2 separate regions of the Mus musculus genome follow, and region 1 is linked to region 2. Evidence: chromatin contacts called from public Hi-C data. All regions are on one chromosome and are shown on one strand. The core of a region is the stretch at or near the end of the contact, and the rest is flanking DNA. Distances in the headings are between cores, read along the strand shown.

What was found. Hi-C and Micro-C count contacts between places; a contact is called where the count stands out from the background.
Region 1: a contact with region 2 is called in a Hi-C map of bone marrow-derived macrophages, with 28 read pairs. The contact joins two enhancer-like sites. A contact is called at or near these places in 5 of 15 datasets of contacts at CTCF or cohesin (the NIH/3T3 cell line, hippocampal excitatory neurons, liver and 1 more), 97 of 484 Hi-C or Micro-C datasets (B cells, the BV-2 cell line, the Ba/F3 cell line and 63 more), 12 of 115 datasets of contacts at active chromatin or transcription factors (the HPC-7 cell line, acute myeloid leukemia, astrocytes and 8 more) and 1 of 9 other capture datasets (embryonic stem cells).

The regions. Positions count from the first base shown.
Region 1 is chr10:20,916,681-20,922,336 of GRCm38.p6, reverse strand. No RefSeq gene overlaps it. Among named protein-coding and RNA genes, the nearest start is that of Ahi1, 33 kb to the left of the region's middle. Within about 2 kb of position 2,541, at least 3 of the 459 cell types and tissues checked have an H3K27ac peak or open chromatin away from gene starts, as enhancers often do. A contact at or near this core is called in bone marrow-derived macrophages, where this site is marked.
Region 2 is chr10:20,395,772-20,401,382 of GRCm38.p6, reverse strand. Pde7b (phosphodiesterase 7B) reads left to right here. Exons shown (of 12, transcript NM_001347366.1): 12 at 751-4,331. The coding sequence ends at 965. Among named protein-coding and RNA genes, the nearest start is that of Mtfr2, 51 kb to the right of the region's middle. Within about 2 kb of position 2,987, at least 30 of the 459 cell types and tissues checked have an H3K27ac peak or open chromatin away from gene starts, as enhancers often do. A contact at or near this core is called in bone marrow-derived macrophages, where this site is marked.

The DNA.
Region 1 (5,656 bases), core at 1,292-3,791, 520 kb before region 2:
CTTTGGGTTTTCAGAATATTAGCTATTATGAAATATAGGCTCATTACAAAGTAAGAACATACATACATATACCATTTTCATCATTAAATAAGTAGAAATTACTTTTTTCTATTAACTAATCCTTCTTCTTGTCAATTAAACAGCACTGGTTCCTTCTGCCCAGTATCTCAAGGGAAAGACATGGCACAACAGCAAATAGAAATAAAAGAAATCAAAACAATCCTCCAAAAACTGTTGAAAAATTCAGATAAAACCTTCCAACATTAGAACAGTGGAGAATCACTTGGTACAGATAAAGCCAAAATAGCATGGGTGGCTGCTTTTACCTTATGGTGAGATTGTCTCCAGGTTATACATATTTAAAAGAATGAGAGAAAGAAGGAAGAGAGAGGATGGGGTGGCATTGTAAATGGTGGGTTTCAGAAAGAGAGAGAGAGAGAGAAACAGAGACAGAGTAAGACAAAGAGAAAGAGGGAGACAGAGAGATAGAGAGAGACACACAGGGACAACCAAGCTCTCTGATCCCAGCTCAGATCATCATTGTTGGCTCTTCTGCAGATGTGGGTAGGTCTCCAGGAAGAAGTCAGGGGCACTGGTATAAGGCTGTAGACCTGGTGTGGGACACACACTGAGATTAGCAGACCTCCATCTTTTCCCCTCTTTCCTGCTATTCACGTTATCAACAGTCTTTCCTTAGCAAAAAGAATCTCAAGGCAAAATGTGGTAAAATTCTCCAACAGCTCTGTGAGTAAAGAGACCCACATTTACTAGGTTGATTTTCACAGTCCCCTTCCCCAGCATCGGAGCTTGACACAGAAATTAAATTAGGTCAAGTACAGATGTTTTTCACACACATGGGCTTATTGATAGATACTGTGGTGTTCTAAGGCATTTATAGCTGTCACCATTAACGCAGGTTGAGATCACTCATTCTAATGGATGACAGCAACAGCATACCAGGATCCAAACTGACCACTTGCTCCATGCCCCTGAATCTTACTGCATTACAGTGGTGTTCATTTTGAAGAATTGTTGCCACATCCCATTTGATTATGAAGACTAGTATTTGCCCAGGAAGGGTGAGTCACTGGGTCTTACTGAGGAGTTCTTGGGATTTTCATATTCAGTTCATTTTCTTTAACATATAACCAGTGGAATAACGAAACAAAAATCCATTTATCTTTTATAATTGTTTCCCTCCTTTAATACATAACAGATTTTGTGGCCATGTTAATATAGCAGCTGTACTGAATAGCTTTCCTTCAACCAAAGAACAATGTGAGTAATCTCTTATTTCTAAAATCTCAATTTCCTGCTGCAGTTTTTCCCATCCGTCACCTGGGGGAAAGCCAGGTGAGAAAACAGACACAGCGAAGCACAGTGAATGCTTTTCACTTGCAACACAGAATGGGAGTTTGATTCTTTTGTGGCCCAAGGAAGGGTGAAAACTGCCCAGGCAGTGATTCTTGACCTGGAAACTCTTTTGCATACTAAAGGCTATTTAGCAATTTCTGGGGACAGGGTTTTTGTTTGTTTGTTTGTTTTGTTTTGTTTTGTTTTGTTTTAAATTGCATTTGTGGAGGAGGAAGTGGATGGTGGGGACTTCATTTTTGGTTGTGCTTGTGGAGGAGGGAGTGAAAGGCATATCTCTGGCATTTACAGGGGGCAGGCTTAGGATGATACTAACAGTCTCAATATACAGAGTACAGCTTCACGCCTGACAAAGAATTTCCTGATCCAAAATGTAAATAATGTCCAGACTGAGACATTAGTCTACTAGTCTCCTATAGACAGCAAGGAAGATGTGAGCAACCAAGGAAGATAATCAGGGCTTCTGTGGACCCAGGGGAGGCCCATGGACATTTGTTTACAAAGAGGAGCAGAGCCATTGTTACCTGAAGGGGTGGACATTATTTATATCTGTGGCACAGTTTAAAGGGAGACTGTCTTAATGAGGCAGGTTGGCACAGACTTAAAGGAGAGAATCAAACTCTGAAATAAATATTATGCTTCTTAAATCAAACCATGATTGCATTTCACAATCTTGCCTTGCTTATTTTGTATACTGTAGTGTTGCTGCACTGAGTATACACACAAAACTATGAATGCAAGAAACCATAGTTTATTTCCATTTGGCTGGATTGTGGATTTCATAGGCCAGTACATGCCCTGGAAAAGGTGGTCATGTGGCCTTCCTTTTGGGGGTTCTGCAATGGCAGATTATGAAGTTTAAATATGGTCATGAGAAATTTGTGTATGTGAAAGGCTACACACACACACACACACACACACACACACACACACACACACACACACACACAAACACTCACACAGTTTTCACTTGTGAAAGTTAGACAACCCTGAAGTAGAAATTTCTGGTTTCTTTGGAGACTCAGTTGTGTCATGTGATGTTTTTCTGGAAACTGTCTTATGAGAGGATGTTTGGCTGAAGTAGACACATGGGAGGATGTTTTACTGAGAACGTGGTCTTTTTCAGGAAGCTGCCTAGAGAAAGGGCATGTGGTGTTTTGCTAGCGTGCAGGCTTTAGAGGACCCGTGATGTTTGGGAAGTGTATAAATATAACCCAATAGAGAGTGGATGACACTGTATCCAGGGTTCACCTTGTCATTCTCTGCCTGTCTTGGTTGGGCTTTGCTGACAATGCTGTGGCAATGGTTCACCTTACCTTCTTCACTGACTTCATAGAGAGAAATGCATTAATGAATTTCTCATGATATTCAGCAGCTTCCGGAAGCTCCTACAGGGACTAAGGCCAATTGGCAGAGCCTTGCGGTTTCTTCTGGATTGAACTGCTATTGCTGCTTTGTGAATGGTGTTTGTGAGTAGATGGAGCTCCTGCTGCTGATTCATGTGAACTGAACTGCTGGTATCCCGACAATGAAGGTTGGGACCACCCAACAGAACTATTTCTCAATAGGCCCACATGACCCTTTGCCCTATGAACCTTTCCTTTCCACTGTCTCTGTTGGGTGGTGGGCTAGAAGAGAAGTTAAAGTGTTTAAGGACCATTATCAAAGTAGGTTTTGAAAAAATTGAAGCTATACAGTTCCAAATCTACTGGACAGATTCCTGAAGTATAGATCCAGGAAAGATTTGATGTTACAGTGTTCAGCTGGAAGGTTGGAAATGGCTAGAATGTCTATGTTTAGAGGCAGAGCTCCTTTAGAGGACTGTGACAGATAATGACTCTGCAGGCGTCACTATGCTTCTGGGTGTGTGGGTCGACTGATGACTGACATTGCTTGTAGAAATACCACTCTAATCCCTGCCTTCACCTCACAACATTTCCCCATGTACCTGTCTGGGAACAAACTTTTCCCTTTCCCATGAACTCTAGACAATCTAACAACCTCAGTGTTTCAGCTCCCAGACCCTATTTCTACTCTGATCTATAGGGAATAATGATCTCAGTAAATGAACCTGGAGGTGACAAGGAGTTTGAGAATGTGACATTTTCTAAATTGTTCTGAATGGGCAGCTTTAAACAATTCTCCACTTTCTCAAGAACATCACTTAAAGAAAAAGTTAAAGGCAAACGAGACACAATCTCAATATACTTTTAATATTACTTCTTGATATAAGGAAACATATGCAGAATTGTTGTTATATTGCCTGGCAGACTTAAGTTTAATAATAAAAGGCTCCTCTAGTAAAATTTATATAATTCCATCTTCAAATTCTAGTAACTTAGGATTTTGGGGACTAAGATTCTAGCCTGAATCCTGGTAGATAAGCATCAAACCATAGAAAATGCACAAAGTAAAATTTAAAATGCCTTTAATCACCCTTTGAAGGCTATTTGATTTACTTTCAACTTTTTAGTTTTAAAAAGGGAGCCAGTTTAATAAAATAGTTACCATTTCTCTATTACTACATTGCCCCCCATAGAGCTCTTGCCAAGAGATCTCAGTAACATTGGTGCCTGTCCCAGAGGCAGTTCGTATGTTGTAATGCTAACTGCATCACTACCAAAATACTAAACTATTCATCATTGAATGTTTGCCACCAAAATTACACCTTATATGCCCCACTCTTTCACTTTTAACACCACCAAAATGAATTTAAAATGCATGTTGAAATTATAATTACTATTTAAAAGGCTAAAAGAATTGAAACTTGTAGCTTCTAGTGTACAGTGCTAGAAAACACACAGGGCTTTTCTCCTGGGTGTCTTCTCAATTCTCTGGCATGCACATCTTGGGTCAAATGCCAACTCCTCATTGTTTTGTTTGTTGAAGCAGAGTCACCATGTTGAGGACGATGATGATGGAGCTGGTCTTCACTAGGACAGGAACTTCGTTTCTCTGATAATAACCATTCATTTCTACTGAAACATCATGTGACCTTGAATTGGTAGATTCCAATAATTATTAAAAATTACGTTTGACTTCTGTGTTTGGCTTCCTGCTCTAGGAACCCTAAATAACAGACTATTGCTCTATTCTCTTTGTCTGCTAGAGCCTTTGATTTTTGCTCTGCCCTACCATGTGCACTCTTTCGCTTTTGCTGAACTGCCCTAAGTCTGGCTTTCATGGTCCTGGCTTTATCTAGTCTCTGTCTGTTGAGATTTTCACTTGGGATGTTTCTATGTCTTCTTCCTGCTTCCTACCTGTTCTTCTAGCATTCAGAGAGGACTTTGTTTCATTAAGTTCTGCGATTTCAGGAGGGGTGTTCAGTTCTCACCAGCTTCACCATGAAAGAGCCCCCTCTCTTCCTTTGCTCAAGGTGCAGATGTTCGAGGACTGCTGATAGCAGCTGAGCACACCAGCCAGTGCTGACTATTACATGGCATAATCTTTCTTTCTTCTTTGTGGTCTTTGGAACATCGAGCCTAGGACTTTGCATACCCTATGCAGACCCTCTACCTCTGAGATTCCTTTCTGAAGTTTGTAAGTCTGGCATAGTAAAAGATGAACAATTATAAAACAAAATAGGAAAGTCTAACAATGTATTACCAGAGAACAGCCAACAGCTTTGCACCTTGGGATGATTAAATAAAAGGGTGTCACTGCATAGAACTGTGACACCAGCACAGTTGACCTGATAACAGTGGCAGACAACTACTAGGTGACTGGTATGTGTGTTGTATAGACTGTCTGGAATGGACAGATGGGTGGGTCACATGCTGGGTCATGTTAGGTGGCCCAGTGTGAGATTCTGCCACCATGAATTCCCTGTTTGAGAATTTGTTCATTGCCCAAATTAAACACATCTCAATAATTAGTAAAAATGAAAAAAAACCATCTTAATTTATTTATTTTTTAAACATTAATGCATTTTGTATGTGTGTCTGTCCCTGTGTGGATGTCCGAATGCTATAGGTCAATCGCATGCATGTGGAGGTCATAGGATATCTTGCAGAGAGAGGCTCAGTCTCTCTTTTCATCAGATGGGTCCTGAGGATCAAACTCAGGTGGGTAAGGTGCAAGCACTTTTGCCCATTGTCTTGTTGACACCGTGCATATTACTGTTTTTAACATAAGAAAATCTATGCGAAGTAAAAACCATTATTTAAATGCATAATAATCTCAGATCTATAAGATCTTAATGTACTTGCCTGGTGTTGCCCACTTTCTCAGAAAGCTAAGAAAATAGAGAGGGTTGTTGACAGGGACGAGTCAAGAAAAGGGGGAA
Region 2 (5,611 bases), core at 1,738-4,237:
CAAAGACACAGCACAAGATTTAAGTCACGTTCACCATAAGATATTTCAGAAATGCACAATAACCGTTTACACTGCAGCCTCCGCCTCCCTAGCGTTCCCGCAGGCCCAATGTCTGCTGTTTGTCCAACACTAAAACCGGGTCAAGTCTTCGAATTCACATGTTTATAAATATAAAGGGTTAGTTGCTGGGGAAAATGTTATAACAAAAAAAAAAATCTGCCTTTTTTTTTTTTTTTTGCTTTTGCTTCCATTTCAAGGAAGCACAATGAACCATAAATAAATCCAAGTTTGCGATAATTCCAATAATTCCACACTATACAGAAAGCTATCTTTGTTTACTGTGAAAAGTACATTAACAGAAAGGCAGGGTTGGATGGCAATGAGTGTTTGATGATTAAGAGAATAGATACTTTATCTGGGCATGAGTGTAGAGTCCTGTAACCTGAGCACTCCAGAGGCTGAGACGGGAGGCTCAACGCCCATTACTTCAGCCAGGAGCTTTAACCATTTAACTAATGTTAGCCATTTACCACAAGAATTCTGAGGGTCTGGTTGGTACTCAGCTCCTTTTCCCAAAAGCGGAGCGGAAGTACAAGGATTTTAAGCAGGAACCATGAAACTAAGGGTAGTGAGCATATCATGTTTGTCCACCCATGCCTGGCCGGGTGCACTGTGGGTCTCAGCAGTGCTTGTGAAGGAGGTGGCTCTGACCCCTTGTGGTGACCTGGCCTGTGACCTTGACTGTTGCAGGTTTCATGACTTACATCGTGGAGCCGCTGTTCCGGGAGTGGGCCCGGTTTACTGGGAACAGCACCCTGTCGGAGAACATGCTAAGCCATCTCGCGCACAACAAAGCCCAGTGGAAGAGCCTGCTGTCCAATCAGCACAGACGCAGGGGCAGCGGCCAGGACCTGGCGGGCCCCGCACCTGAGACCCTGGAGCAGACAGAAGGTGCCACGCCCTAAGGTAGCTGTCTGCTGATGCACGGCCATCTGTCCGTCCACAGGAGCACGGCCATCCGTCCGACTGCCCTCGCAACAAGCCCATCACGCTGGGTTTCGATGCCATCCGCCTGCCACTTACCGCCTCCCTTCGTTGATCCAAGTGTACAAAAGCCATTGTCACCTCAGCATTAGCTGCCGAAATGGGCGGCTCTATCCCGTCATTGGAGCTGATTCTGGGGCGGCTGCCCCAACCGAAACGCCTGGAAGTAAGAAAGGGGTGCTTCTGCCGTGTTCGCCTCTGGCCCTTGGTCACGCTGACTGGCAGTAGCTCCTAAGTCCAGAGCATTTTAACGTTTGCCATCGGACAGCTGACCTGCATGACACCAGCATACTTGGAACTGCAAAACTGGTCTTGCGTGCCAGAGCACAAACGAGAGTGTGAGAGAAAGTACCTTCTATTTTAATAATAATTATTATTATAAAATAATAAATCTTTTTAACTTTTATATTTCATGCACCAGACAATGGGTCTAAAACTTTGGACAAGTAATACTCTGCGTACCCAAACCTAAGAGGGGGTTCATTATTTTGCTATTGACTCTATGCCACATTGGGTCCGAGATGTGGCACCATTGCGATTTCTGAAACCACGCGTCCCCTCCCATCTGGTGGAAGGTGCTGTACAGCCCGTCCCTTTGCACCGTTAGCCAATCCGTCTTTTACGGATTCAGTGACCTGTTTATATTCACAAGTGTACATTTTCTGTAAATACCAAACGCTACTGATTCCCATGCCAAAATACACGAGTATTATGGGATTGCTACCTGTATAAACAATGGCACTGTGAACAGAATACTGTTAGTTTTAATACAAGAGAATGCATTTGTAAATATGGTATAGAGTTTATTAATATACTGTTGTTCGCAGATAAAGGCCTTAACTTTAAACATTTTTCCTCTTTCCAAAACTGCCCAACCTAAATCCTGACAGATGTCTTTCTGAACTGCCTGCCCCTAGTGACCATCTCTGCTTCCCTGCTAAGGTCACAAGCCAAAACTGAGTACCATCTTGAAGGAAACTTTTTTCGAAAACCTCTCATGCATTGGGAACGTAGTTTTTAATCTATGGCACTAAGTTTGGTTTCCTCAGATTAATGAGCAAGATGTAAATCACTTTCCAGCACAGCAATGCTGCACACAGTTTTAACAAGCTGGCTGAGAAGCTCGTGTTTTTGTGACTCCTGTTGTGGAACACGGGGTACATCCACCTCACGGAAGACACAGCAGGTTTCCTGTCACCTAACCATCAGGGAACTCCCTGCCCCCATGCCACACATTTGTCTGATATGGCTACAATACCAAAGTCCCTTTGGTCCGTGGACGGTTGGTGTGCGTTTCTTTGGCGTTGACAGTAACTGAATTATTTACTTTTTTCTATAGTTTCATGTGAACAACTGCCCAGCTGTTTGGCTGAATTTAATCTTATTTAAGTAAAGAAGCTATTTCAGTTTTATCAGAGACTTTAGCTTTCTAGCAGATTAATGTGGTTCATCACAGCTGCAGCCAGCAGACGCAGCTTGGAATTGTTGTCATCTGTCTGCAGATGCTTGGCTGTAAAATCCAGTGTGTACGCATTCTTACCCAGCTGAACTATGCATTGAGCCTTTTCTTCGTGAGCTCTAGCATAATTAATGTTATATGGAAACTGCCAATGCTTCTTTCTCTTTATCTTAAGTAGTGGGAGAGGGGGCATTTCTGCCATGATCAAGCCACTTCTCAAACTGACAGCAACAGCTAGCTCTTACTTCCTAAGTGCAACTAATGTGGGGCTCTCTGTTTCTCCTAATAACGCAAGTGAAACATTAAAAACTTGCTTGGCTTGGAACACGTTCCTACAGAGAGATTGGGGCTTACAGAGTTAAGGTTGTGGAAGGAATTGGAAAGTTGATTATATTTTCACTAGTATAAGCAAGATTGTCAGATGGGACTAAAGAAAGTCTGAAGAATTTGCGAAGTGGGTGGATGGCGCTGACGTCACTGATATGGGTGAGAAGGGAAGTTGTGAACACAGCACTAACTTCTGTTTTCTGAAGCAGCTACGGACTGACATACATCTTCATTGCTATGGTATTCTGAAGCTCTGAACTTAAGCAAGGCCTCACATGAGAATACAGCAGAAAGATTCCTGCTTCAAAACCTCTTATTTTGGATTGTAGCCATCTGTTTTTATGCATATGAGATCAAAACAAGGAGATCAATTGTTCAGGATGACAAAATAGAAACAGTAAAGAAAACATTGTCTTTAGCCAGTGGAGTTTAGGAAATAGATTTGCTTAAGCTACAATTATATTATAATTGAATTAGGATAGGGCATTCTTGGTAGTTCCAGGTTTATAGGGAAAGATTTTCATCTACCAAACATCTAATAGTTAAAACACAAGAATAATAAAAATCAGAAATAGAATGGAGGTAGACGTGCCTGCATGCTTCTACTGTCTGGAAATTTTGTGAGATCCTCATGTGTTGAGAAAAAATTAACTGTGAAAACTCTTTTCTGCCTGCTAATGGCTCTCTTGGAATAATTTAATACAAGTTGTCCAATAAGTCTTGGAGACACGGTCCATGTGTCAATATCGTTTTAACGCTTTTAGTCTTAGTCTGCTAGCCCACCTAGGTCGTGGATCATCAATTGATGACTTTAGAAAGGAAGAATTCAGAGAGCTACTTTCTTAATAATACATAAAGATCTCAGAGACAAAGAGAGAGAGAGAGGAAGAAAGGGAGGGAGGGAGGGAGAGAGAGGGGGAGGGGGAGAGGGAGAGAGAGAGAGAGAGAGCGAGAGAGAGCGAGAGAGGGAGAGGGAGAGAGAGAGAGAGACAGAGAGAGAGAGAGAGAGAGAGAGAGAGAGAGAGAGAGAGAGAGGTGAACATGAATACATCACTATCAGGTCTGATGATCAAAGCCTACTTTTCTTTGCTGCCATCCAATCCGCAGTCAGACCTGATACCTGAAACCCTGACAACCCATACTTCCGGGTTAGGTTAAGTAAAAACTAGTTGTTTCTCCTCTTCCTGCTTTCAGCTTCCCACAAAGGGCCTTGGAGGGCATCTGCAACCCTGCCTTCAAATAGCCCTTCCTGTAAAACATGGAGATGTGTGGCCTTTTGTGTCGAATCACATCTGCTCAGTGGCGTTGACTTGGTTATGAGCTTGTATTCCTCATGCTTTCTTCTTTTAAGACTGTAAAATTGTGTCATCTTGTGTACACATGTAAGTTTGGGGGGGGGGGGAACAAACCTTGTGAGTTTTGCTCAAAAATGTGGCCTAAATATTCATTGGCATGTCTATCCAGATGAACATTTAAAAATAAAGATAATTTCTTTAAAATATCACAGTATAAAAATATCCTGACTTTCCCCATATAACACATCACCAGCCTACCAAATGGGAATGTTCCCAATAGGAAATATTCAAAAAGCAGAGTTGTAAACATGGTCTGGGTGACTCCTTCTCCCAGGGCTGCAGAAATGTCCCTCTGAATAAAGACTTCATTTGTCTTGATCTACAAACCAAGTGAGAGAAACAGGCTACCATCCCCTTCTGCATTTGGCCAGAATCCTCTATTTTTTATGACTTCTCAGGCACACGTACGAATGAGGATAAGGTAAAGATTATCATTCTGTATTCTCCATCCCCGTGTTATTAAGACTGGTGTTCACCATCTCACTGACTCCTGAATGCTTCCCATGTGGAAGCAGAGCTCCTTTTCAGTTGTGAATGTTCTACAGCATAAAGCCAAGGTCAAGTCAAAGAGAGAGAACAATGAAGATCAGACACAATCCAGGCAAGTATGGAGATCTCACTGAAGCTGACAAGTAGGAAATTATGTGACCAACGAAAGCACAATCAATATTGATGGAGTAGTGGCCACACACCGGATGTGCTGCATATCAGGACCCAAAGGACTGGGTCCTTCCAGTAGAATCTGCCTCATGTCGAAGGGTGGTGTTTCCAGGGAGTGCTTCTCTTTCTTTTGAAACAGGGCCTCACTATGGAGACCAGTCTTGCCTCAAACTCATAGAAAGCCACCTGTTCTCCTCTTAACATCTCAAAAGAGGGAAGATTCTTGCTTCCAGGGGAATGCTATAGACAGTTAAATACTTAAGTAATGACTGAATAAGAAGCTCCTTAGCCACAAACAGTCCATAATGGAGCTTTTGGTTCTTGATTAAACAAGAGAAATAGTTGGGGGGAGGAATAAGCTTAAACTCACATGGATTGAAAGTTATCCTGTCTTCATTATCAAAGCAAACAACATGTCATTGATTCAATTAACTAAAGTGCTTCAAATTCTAATTTTGTGGGTGCTGGTTTAATCTTCAGTATTTCTCCCATCTAGGGAAGTGACGTGATAAAGCATTAAAGGTGTGGCTCTTAAAACCAGACACTAGAATTCAAGTGCTTCATCATCACTTTCAGGTTTCACTTCTCTAAGCCTCTGTCTCCTCATGCATAATATGATAATAACACCTACATTCTGAGTTGGTTGTAAGATCAAAACTAAATACCATCCACAAGAGATAGAACATGGCTTCCAACAGAAAGGGGCTCGATATCGTTTGGGTCTGGAATGGCCCTAAAGGCTCAGTCCTCAGGATGGAAATATTGG